Regions from separate parts of the Rattus norvegicus genome. Here region 1 is linked to region 2. Evidence: chromatin contacts called from public HiChIP or PLAC-seq data. All regions are on one chromosome and are shown on one strand. The core of a region is the stretch at or near the end of the contact, and the rest is flanking DNA. Distances in the headings are between cores, read along the strand shown. Region 1 overlaps Entpd1 (ectonucleoside triphosphate diphosphohydrolase 1). Region 2 holds the start of Tctn3 (tectonic family member 3).

Region 1 (4,187 bases), core at 1,118-3,617, 110 kb after region 2:
GAAAGGAGACAGAGATGGGGGGGTGGGGGGTGAGGTGGGGGTGGGTTTAGAAATGTTAAGTTGCTCACCAGAAACCACACGGCTGGGAAGTGGCAGAGCTTGAGCCGTGGGTGGCAGGATGGAGACCAGAAAGTACCTTGTGCACTATGCCCGGAAGGTTGGAGACGTGAGAAACCTTGTAAGAATGCAACTCGGTTATCAGTACTGAGGGTAGGTGGAGCAGGAAGGCTAGGGGAACTGTGTCTGTGAGACGCCCCAGCTGCTGCTTCATTCCACTGAGAGCCTCTCTGGGCTTCAGACTGGGCCTTGGGACAGTCACATTTCATCTTCATATGCTAACCCTGAAGACCCCTTTCATGTCTTGAAGTTTCAAACAGACCCAATAGTAAGAGTAATATTTTCCCAGGCTGGCTTCAGGGGAACTTGGGCATCTGGCTCTCATTTCTACTGCCCTAAGTGATGTTACTCAGAGACTAAGATGTAAAGAAGCAGGGGCACAGTGGTAGCTAAAACCTCACCTCCCAGCGCCCAATATGGCCAGATAATGCTAATCTACCTCCACTGCCATTTAAAGGGACCCGTGATCCGTTTTGAGCCTGGGAACAAAGCCAAATTGGTACTTTAAAAACATACTTCTCAAATCCAACTGCAGGATTTGCACTTGGAGAGACAGAGCCATGCACAGGGTCCTCCTGCCTTCCAGTCTGGTGTGTTAGGTTCTCTAGTTTAATGGGTAGGCATAACTACGAAGACAAAACACAAAAAACAAACAGAAAACAAAACAAAACAAAGGGCAAGGCCGAAAGATCACACCATCTCTTCCCCTGCGTAGAATGGAAAGCAAGCAATCGGCAGACGAAGTCCTGGCTGCAGTGTCGAGGAGCCTGAAGAGCTACCCCTTTGACTTCCAGGGCGCCAAGATCATCACTGGGCAGGAGGAAGGGGCCTATGGGTGGATTACTATTAACTATCTGCTGGGCAGATTCACTCAGGTAAGCGCCTCGTACCACGGAGGACGGTCGGTGCCATTACTGTCTTGGGTCCTTAGCAAGGGGAATGGTGGATAAATGAACGAATTCCATACTCCTACATTCGTAGCCATTACTAGAAGTACATTTACCGAGGTGTGATCATCTCAGGCAGACACAGAGGAAAATAAAATCTACTTTAAAGAATCTATCTTTAAAAGTTATGTGTATGTGTGAGCATCTGTGTGTGTGCCTGCACATGAGTGTCTCCAGAGGCCAGGAGAGGCTGTCGGATCTCCTGGAACTGGAGTCGCACGCAGTTGTGAGCCTCCCAGTGTTAGGAATCAAACCCCAGTCCTCTGCACGGGCAGCCTGGGCTCTTAACCACCCACCGAGTTCTCTCCAGCTCCCTAATATATTTCATTTGATAGCATCTTAATCCAATTAAAAAAAATAAGACTAACTGGGCAGAGACTCGTGAGAGACTGGGGCAGGAGAATTGCGATTTGGAGCCCAGCCTGAACAACACAGTAAGACTAGGTTTGAAGCAAAGTAAAATGAAACGGCATTTGCGAAGTGAGGCATGTTTAGCGGTCTGCCCGTGGTGTGACGTTCCCCAGGTGGCACATCACCACCCACACTAGCAGAGCCCCCGTAACGATGCTTAAAGATAGAATATTCTTTGGCCCAGGTCACTGAGCTGGTGACTGAGTGGGGGGTTGTTCTCGTTTGTGAAACCATCGTTTTCCTGGCCCCACTCTGCTGTTCTCTGAGCTATGGCCTCAGAGTCCTCTTGCTGGCCATTGATCTGGAACTGATTTGGGAACCACAGTAGGCTTTGCCTGACCCTCTGCCCCTGGTTCTGCATCTCGGGAAGCAGGACGTCCAGAGACTTCTAGTACTCCTCTTTCTTTCAGGAACAGAGTTGGCTAAACTTCATCTCAGACAGCCAGAAACAGGCAACCTTTGGCGCTTTGGATCTTGGCGGAGCTTCTACACAGATCACCTTCGTGCCCCTAAACAGCACTCTAGAGGCCCCAGAAACCTCCCTGCAGTTCCGTCTCTACGGCACGGACTACACCGTGTACACACACAGCTTCCTGTGCTATGGGAAGGATCAGGCACTCTGGCAGAAACTGGCCCAGGACATTCAGGCAAGTGCAACTGAATTCGGTTGTGCTCTCCCCACATCTGGTCCTCGGCCCCCACATCCTGTTATTTCCCCTTCGTCATTCAGTAACTGCTCCAAAGCTGGCCACTGCACTCCGCAGGCCTTCTCAGGCAGGACACCAAGCTACATCTGGTGGACCCCTGCGAGTCGGTCCACCCAGACAGCCCTCCCATGTTTGTTTACTGTGCTATCTCCAAGGATACCACTCAGACCTCTCCTTGGGAATTAATTTCTTGTCCCAGTGGTGATGATAATTCAGATTCCACACTAGACCATTGCTGAGGGGAGGAGTGGTCATTTATAAGTTTGTCTGCACCATTCTTTTGTAATCAGAGAGGGAAAAGAAAAACACTGTGGGGAAAATACAGAATCTGTCAATCAATACTTTATTGTCCCCAGATGCCTTCTGCATTTTGGATGCAAGAATAAATGCTTGATGTAATGAGATTACCAGACACTCCCTGGCAAATAAACACAGAGGGAAGTTGTCACATCCAGCTGTCCCATCTCTAGGGAAGGACAATCAGTTCTCTCTCCTCCATGAACTCTGTTGTTCTTAAAACCATCAAGGCTGTCACCTAGGAGCAAGTGTAGCTGAGCGGTGCCTTGGACTCCAAAGTCCACAGGGCTCTGATGCAAAGCCTCCTTTTATCCTCAGGATTTAAGACCTTTTATTTATTTATTTTTTCGTTACTGGAATAAAAGACCTAAGGCATCATCCCACTCCTGAAGCTCCCAGTCTGGTTGGGGAGGAAGAAAGGGGATAACATGCAGACACAGGTACACCTAGGCTAGAGTCTTCTGGGGATTCTTGCTTGTAAACCTACTGTGTGCTCAGCACTGAGAGGCCAGAGACATTCCCAGCTCAGGGCATTTCTGGGTTCAGGTTTTACAAGGGCGGTGAGGGCAGGCCAGGGATATGGGGGCACCCTTTGAGTATGATCAGTTAGCATTCAAGTGCTTCTTCTATCCAGGTTTCAAGTGGTGGGATTCTCAAGGACCCGTGCTTTTACCCAGGATATAAGAAGGTTGTGAATGTAAGCGAACTCTATGGCACTCCCTGCACCAAGAGATTTGAGAAGAAGCTACCGTTTAATCAGTTTCAAGTCCAGGGCACTGGAGACTACGAACAGTGCCACCAGAGCATCCTCAAGCTCTTCAACAACAGCCACTGCCCTTACTCCCAGTGTGCCTTCAACGGTGTCTTCTTACCACCTCTCCAGGGGAGTTTTGGGGTAAGTTTGTGCAATGGCAACATATATTGGTGAGAGCATTTGGTGTTACAAGTTGTACAAGACATGCCTATAATGTATTTAAATAGTGTAAACCTACGCACAGCCATGTCTGGATATAACTAGGCCTGTGTTATTTGTCCCAACAACGTCAATGCTTGGGATCACCTTCTCCTTTATCTTCTTGAGTTTCTTCATGATGCAAAAAGTATGGCTGCTGCTCCAAGCATCACGTCCCCCACCCCCAAGCCAAGTCAAGGTAGGAAAGAGGTTTTTCTTCATGCAACTCTCTCACGCACCAGAGACAACACATACCTTTTCCACGTCTGTCAGCCAGACCATGGTGAAATGCATATCCCGAAGCTGTCTGATAAAAATACCATGTTTGGCTTAGGTTAATTATTGTTTGATCTATCTACCTGGATAAAATGAGGGTTCCATAAACAAGGAAGAAGGCTAGCTGCAGGATATGCCCCCATCAGAGTCTGCTAAAAGCAACACCCTACATGTCAGAAGTAGCACCAGGCATGGGATGAGCCCACCGAGGGATTTCTTCTCTAAGAAGCGTCTGGGAAGCAGATGATTGGGAAACCACGAGGGGAGAACTTAAACAAGTATCCGTTTCATTACGGTTTGGAGGGCTGCATGATCATTGGATCCTGACTCCTAATTCCTTTTTTCCTAATCTGTTCAACATAAGATAAGGTGTTGGTGCTAAGGAGGAAAGGTGTCCCGTGCTCTATTAATTATCCAGACTGCCTGTTTGTTTCCTGAGACCAGATACTACTGTAATCACAGTTAAGAAGTATATTGCAA
Region 2 (4,171 bases), core at 1,248-3,747:
GGGAATGGATTCTGATAGGCTGTCTGTCCTTCCATCTCCACACGTGTCCTATGGCGTGTGTTCATGTCACACGCGTGCGTGTGCCTACTCCTTCCACATGGGAAATAAGTGAAGTCTTTACAGAACAAAGTCCTGCTCGGGCACAGGTATGCTGGCATCCAGACTGCATACCACCTCTCCTCCATCTTTAGGAGCTGAGGCTCCCAGCTCTGCAGCTTCCTCACAGAAACTGCACAGAAAGGCTACTGGCCTCCTATCAAATCCCGTTACGGCTAGCTTTGCAGGCAAGAGTTAAGTGAACTAGAGAGAGGAGCTGAGTTCAGGAGTCAGTAGCTGTGGATCCTTTCCGTAGCTTTTCTCAGGAAGAGCGAGTTGCCACACGACCCCTCATCTCAGTACAGGTGTATTGGCTGACGTAGTGATAAGGACAAAAGCACACAAGACATACACGGTGAGGCCATACATATACACATGTATATTATTCATATACGAATTCATATACAAATACATAAATGTTCTCATTAGTGTCACGGTCGCACATGGCCTACCATCAGCCAACAATTTAAAGGTAGTGTAGTGCAAACTCTGATAGAACTGGATGTGAAAAGAAGCCTACAGACCATCTCATCCACTCCCATTAGGAAATTTGGATCCTCTGAGGCAAGGTTGTTGCAAAGACCTCAGAGTAAGCTAGCAAAACCAGGAGCAGATCCCCAGTCCCCTACTTGCTGGTCTGCAGTTTTCCCACCCCACCGTGCTGTAGAGACCCTGTTAGAAATAGAACACTTCCCCCCAACCCTCCATGATCATTATCAAGACATTTTATCCACTGTGAATAAATACAGTTTGCCCTTTTCTAAAGTGACTTATTTATTTTTATTTTATGTGCATTGGTGTTTTGCTTCTATGTATGTCTGTATGAGGGTGTCAGATCCCCTGGAGTTGGAGTTACAGTCAGTTGTGAGCTGCCATGTGGGTGCTGGGAATTGAACCTGGGTCCTCTGGAAGAACAGCCAGTGCTCTTAAGTGCTAAGCCATTTCTCTACTCCCACAGCTTGTCCTTTTAAGGGGCTGATAGTTTGATATCTGGAGGAAGTCATAATATTCACATAAACTTACAACCATACAAAGAACTCTGCAAATTCTAAAGGACTGTCTCAGAACTTCCAACTTCCCAGGACGGGCTCACTTGGGCAGATGACATTAGATTCTTAGGAGAGGTAAGATGTTCCCAATGTAAGAAGAAAGAAATTTAGGAGAAATTTAAGGCATAGCTTAAGGACAAGGAACATGAATTTGTCCAAAAGAAAAGAGCAGTATAAAATCATTAGAGAAAAGCTTGCAAGAGAAATCAATCAATCAATCAATCAATCATCCATCGATCAATCAATCAATGCTGATTGCCAGGCTAGAGTTGCTGAGCAGTATTTTAAAGGTGGTGGAGAGTCACTGGAGGTTTCTGAAATTACTAATGAAAGGAAGAGGGTAGTCGTAACATAGGGATTTGGAGGACAGGAGAACTCCAAAGACAGAGTCACGTCGTAATAAACGTTAAATGACAAGAGCGGCCAAACTTGTTTCTACTCACAGTTGTTCACACGGACGCAAAATTGTGTGATTCCACTGGAGTCCGTGAAAACTCTGGAAGGAAATGGGGAGTTGCTCCTGAAGACCAGGGAGTTGTCCACACATACCCAACTTGAAGATCTGTGAGGAAAGTTGAAGATACTGAGGAGGGGCGTGGAGTACGGTTAGGGAAGGGGCCCTACCCTACCAATGTCTGAGGCCACTAAGGGGGTCTGTGGGCAGAGGTACAACATTCCGGGTAATGTTTTACTGGATGGCTCAGCACTCCCGGGAAAGCCCAAGGGAATATTTTACGCGGGGATCTGGGGGTAGGAAACTCACTCTTACTTCTCAGCCAGAGCACAGCTCACCTTACACTACCAGGAAGGCAGAAGGAAAAGACTGTTCTGGGATGGAGAAGATCGCAGTCCTTATCGCAGCAGCAGTTTAAATCGCAGGTACCAGGAGTCAAGTCACAGACACAGATCGATAAGGCTATAAGTGAAAGAGGCAAAGCGAGGTGAAGCTCCCCAAAGTTTTCCCTCGCGGATAGCCCCATTGCAAGCTACGTAGCGAAGCAATATTGTCTACACAATTTTAGATCCGAGAAGTCAGTATTTCCATCCCGTATCCCGCCGCATCACCTGGGAAGGGGTCGGTGGTCGCGTTCTCGGGCATCGATAGTGTCCAGGGGGTAGGACTCTCAGACAAGTCTGGAGGCGCTGTAGTTGGTACTTCGGGCGTCACTGGCCCCAGGACCCAGGAGGTAGGCAGAGCCCGGGCTGTGGAGGAGGGCTGCGGCCGGGCGGCGTCAGAAAGCATCAGGCCCACTAGCAGCAGCAGCAGCAGCAGCAGCAGCAGCTGCGGAGTGCACATAAGGCAGCCGGGCCGCAGAGGGGTGCGACAGGAGCCCGAGTCTCCAGATAGATCCTAGAGCCCAGGGGTGAGGAGTCGGAGATGACGTCATCAGCTTCCATCTGTGCATTGGCTCAAGCGGGAGCCGTGTGCTCTTCAGCCAATGGAAGACCGTGTTGTTACGACCCGGCGCGTCCTTCTTGCTGCGCTCTCCTCCTTAGCGGCGCGCCGCTCCCGTTACCTGGCAACCGCTGGGAGCCCCTGGGGCTAAGGCGTCTTTGCCCTATTCTGCCGCTAGATGGCAGCTGGCATCAGGTTGGTGCCCTTTACGGACCTGGAGGAATTGAGTGAAGTCTTTGCTGAGGGGAAGACCCAGAGGCAAGAACTGGAATTACTTGTGTCTTTTGATCGGTCTTCCCAAGGTAAGAGACCCTTTCTGTGGAAAGACCGTGATTTCAAGGAGAAAAACACATAGAAAGTCACATCTCTTACGCGTGCCGGGAAACTGAGTACCGGATCGCCCTCGTTACTCCCTAGACTCAAGCAGGATCACGAGTTTGGGCCAACCTCGGCTACTGAGTGAGAGACTGTTCCCTAAAACAAAGACAAATGAACAAAGTCCCCATGATAGAGGCTTGAGAGATGGCTCAGCTGTTAAGAATATTTGTTCTGTCCAAGAACTGGGGTTCGCCTCCCAGAACCCACAGGGTGTCTCACAACTTTCTGCAACTCCATTTCCAAGGGATCCATTGCCTGTGCCATCTCTGGCCTCAGTAGGCGGCATCAGACACTCACAGACAGGTACACAGACACATGCAGGCAAAACACTCCTATGTATAAAATCTAAAAGAAAGTTTAAAAAAATCTCTCCACTGTAATACTATGGTATTTTTAAAAAGCACAGTAAAACAATGCTTATTTCAACTCCATGACAGTTTCATGTAGCCCAGGCTGAACCTCAGACTCAAGATGTTGCCAAGAATGATTTTCTGATCTTCCTGGGTCTAGAATTTCAATCATATAGGCCATCACAACATCTTGGAGGTCAAACTCACGGCCTTGGCTTCATGCACACCTGGCAAACACTCTATCAACTTAAATGTTATTTAAAAAAAAAATGCTTGTGTCTTTCAATCGGTCTTCCCAAGGTAAGAGACCCTTTTTGTGGAAAGACCGTGATTTCAAGGAGAAAAACACATAGAAAGTCACGTCTCTTACGCGTGCCGGCATAGTGGATCATATCAATAAAGGTGATCTGTACATTTGTTGCTAGAAAGTAGTAAGGGGAGAGGTTCAGTACAAGAAAACAGGATGGGAAAGAATTTGAGGACTTAGAGGAAGTTACATTTTCTGAGGCAAAAGTCAAGACTCAGAGGTGGAAATAGCCAAGGAACCAAGAAGAAAACTTATTGCTGGTTTTTTGTTTTGTTTTGTTTTGTTTTGTTTTTGTTTGTTTGTTTGTTTGTTTGTTTTTACCATTTTACCATTAAGTTTTGTGGCACTCTCTAGAATGTGTTTGCTCTTCTCAGGAGTGTCGTGGCCCTTCTGGTCGTCCAATAGCACAAACAAACATTCCGTATTTCCACTAATCTGAGACACAGACATGTGTGGCTGTCACACACATGATAGGCAGGCAATGTGCTTTGAGCTGTTAAATATTTAATTTTAAAACTGTCATTCGAGGTTAGATAACCTTGGGTGACTAGTAGCTATTGAAATGGGCAATTGCATTTGATCAAAACTCACCTGC

The links. HiChIP or PLAC-seq counts read pairs in DNA pulled down with a chosen protein or histone mark.
Region 1: an H3K27ac HiChIP or PLAC-seq map of oligodendrocytes shows a contact between it and region 2, with 9 times the contacts expected there. The contact joins the enhancer-like site here to the promoter of Tctn3 in region 2. A contact is called at or near these places in 10 of 12 Hi-C or Micro-C datasets (the A7r5 cell line, Schwann cells, frontal cortex and 5 more) and 1 of 1 datasets of contacts at active chromatin or transcription factors (oligodendrocytes).

What each region holds. Positions count from the first base shown.
Region 1 is chr1:249,482,679-249,486,865 of GRCr8, forward strand. Entpd1 (ectonucleoside triphosphate diphosphohydrolase 1) reads left to right here. Exons shown (of 10, transcript NM_022587.2): 5 at 833-992; 6 at 1,886-2,122; 7 at 3,114-3,374. Among named protein-coding and RNA genes, the nearest start is that of Cc2d2b, 25 kb to the right of the region's middle. Within about 2 kb of position 2,368, at least 8 of the 93 cell types and tissues checked have an H3K27ac peak or open chromatin away from gene starts, as enhancers often do.
Region 2 is chr1:249,372,201-249,376,371 of GRCr8, forward strand. Tctn3 (tectonic family member 3) reads right to left here and starts at 2,498. Exons shown (of 14, transcript NM_001401840.1): 1 at 2,211-2,498; 2 at 1,938-2,061; 3 at 1,589-1,707. The coding sequence starts at 2,442. It also overlaps a transcript of Entpd1 not described here.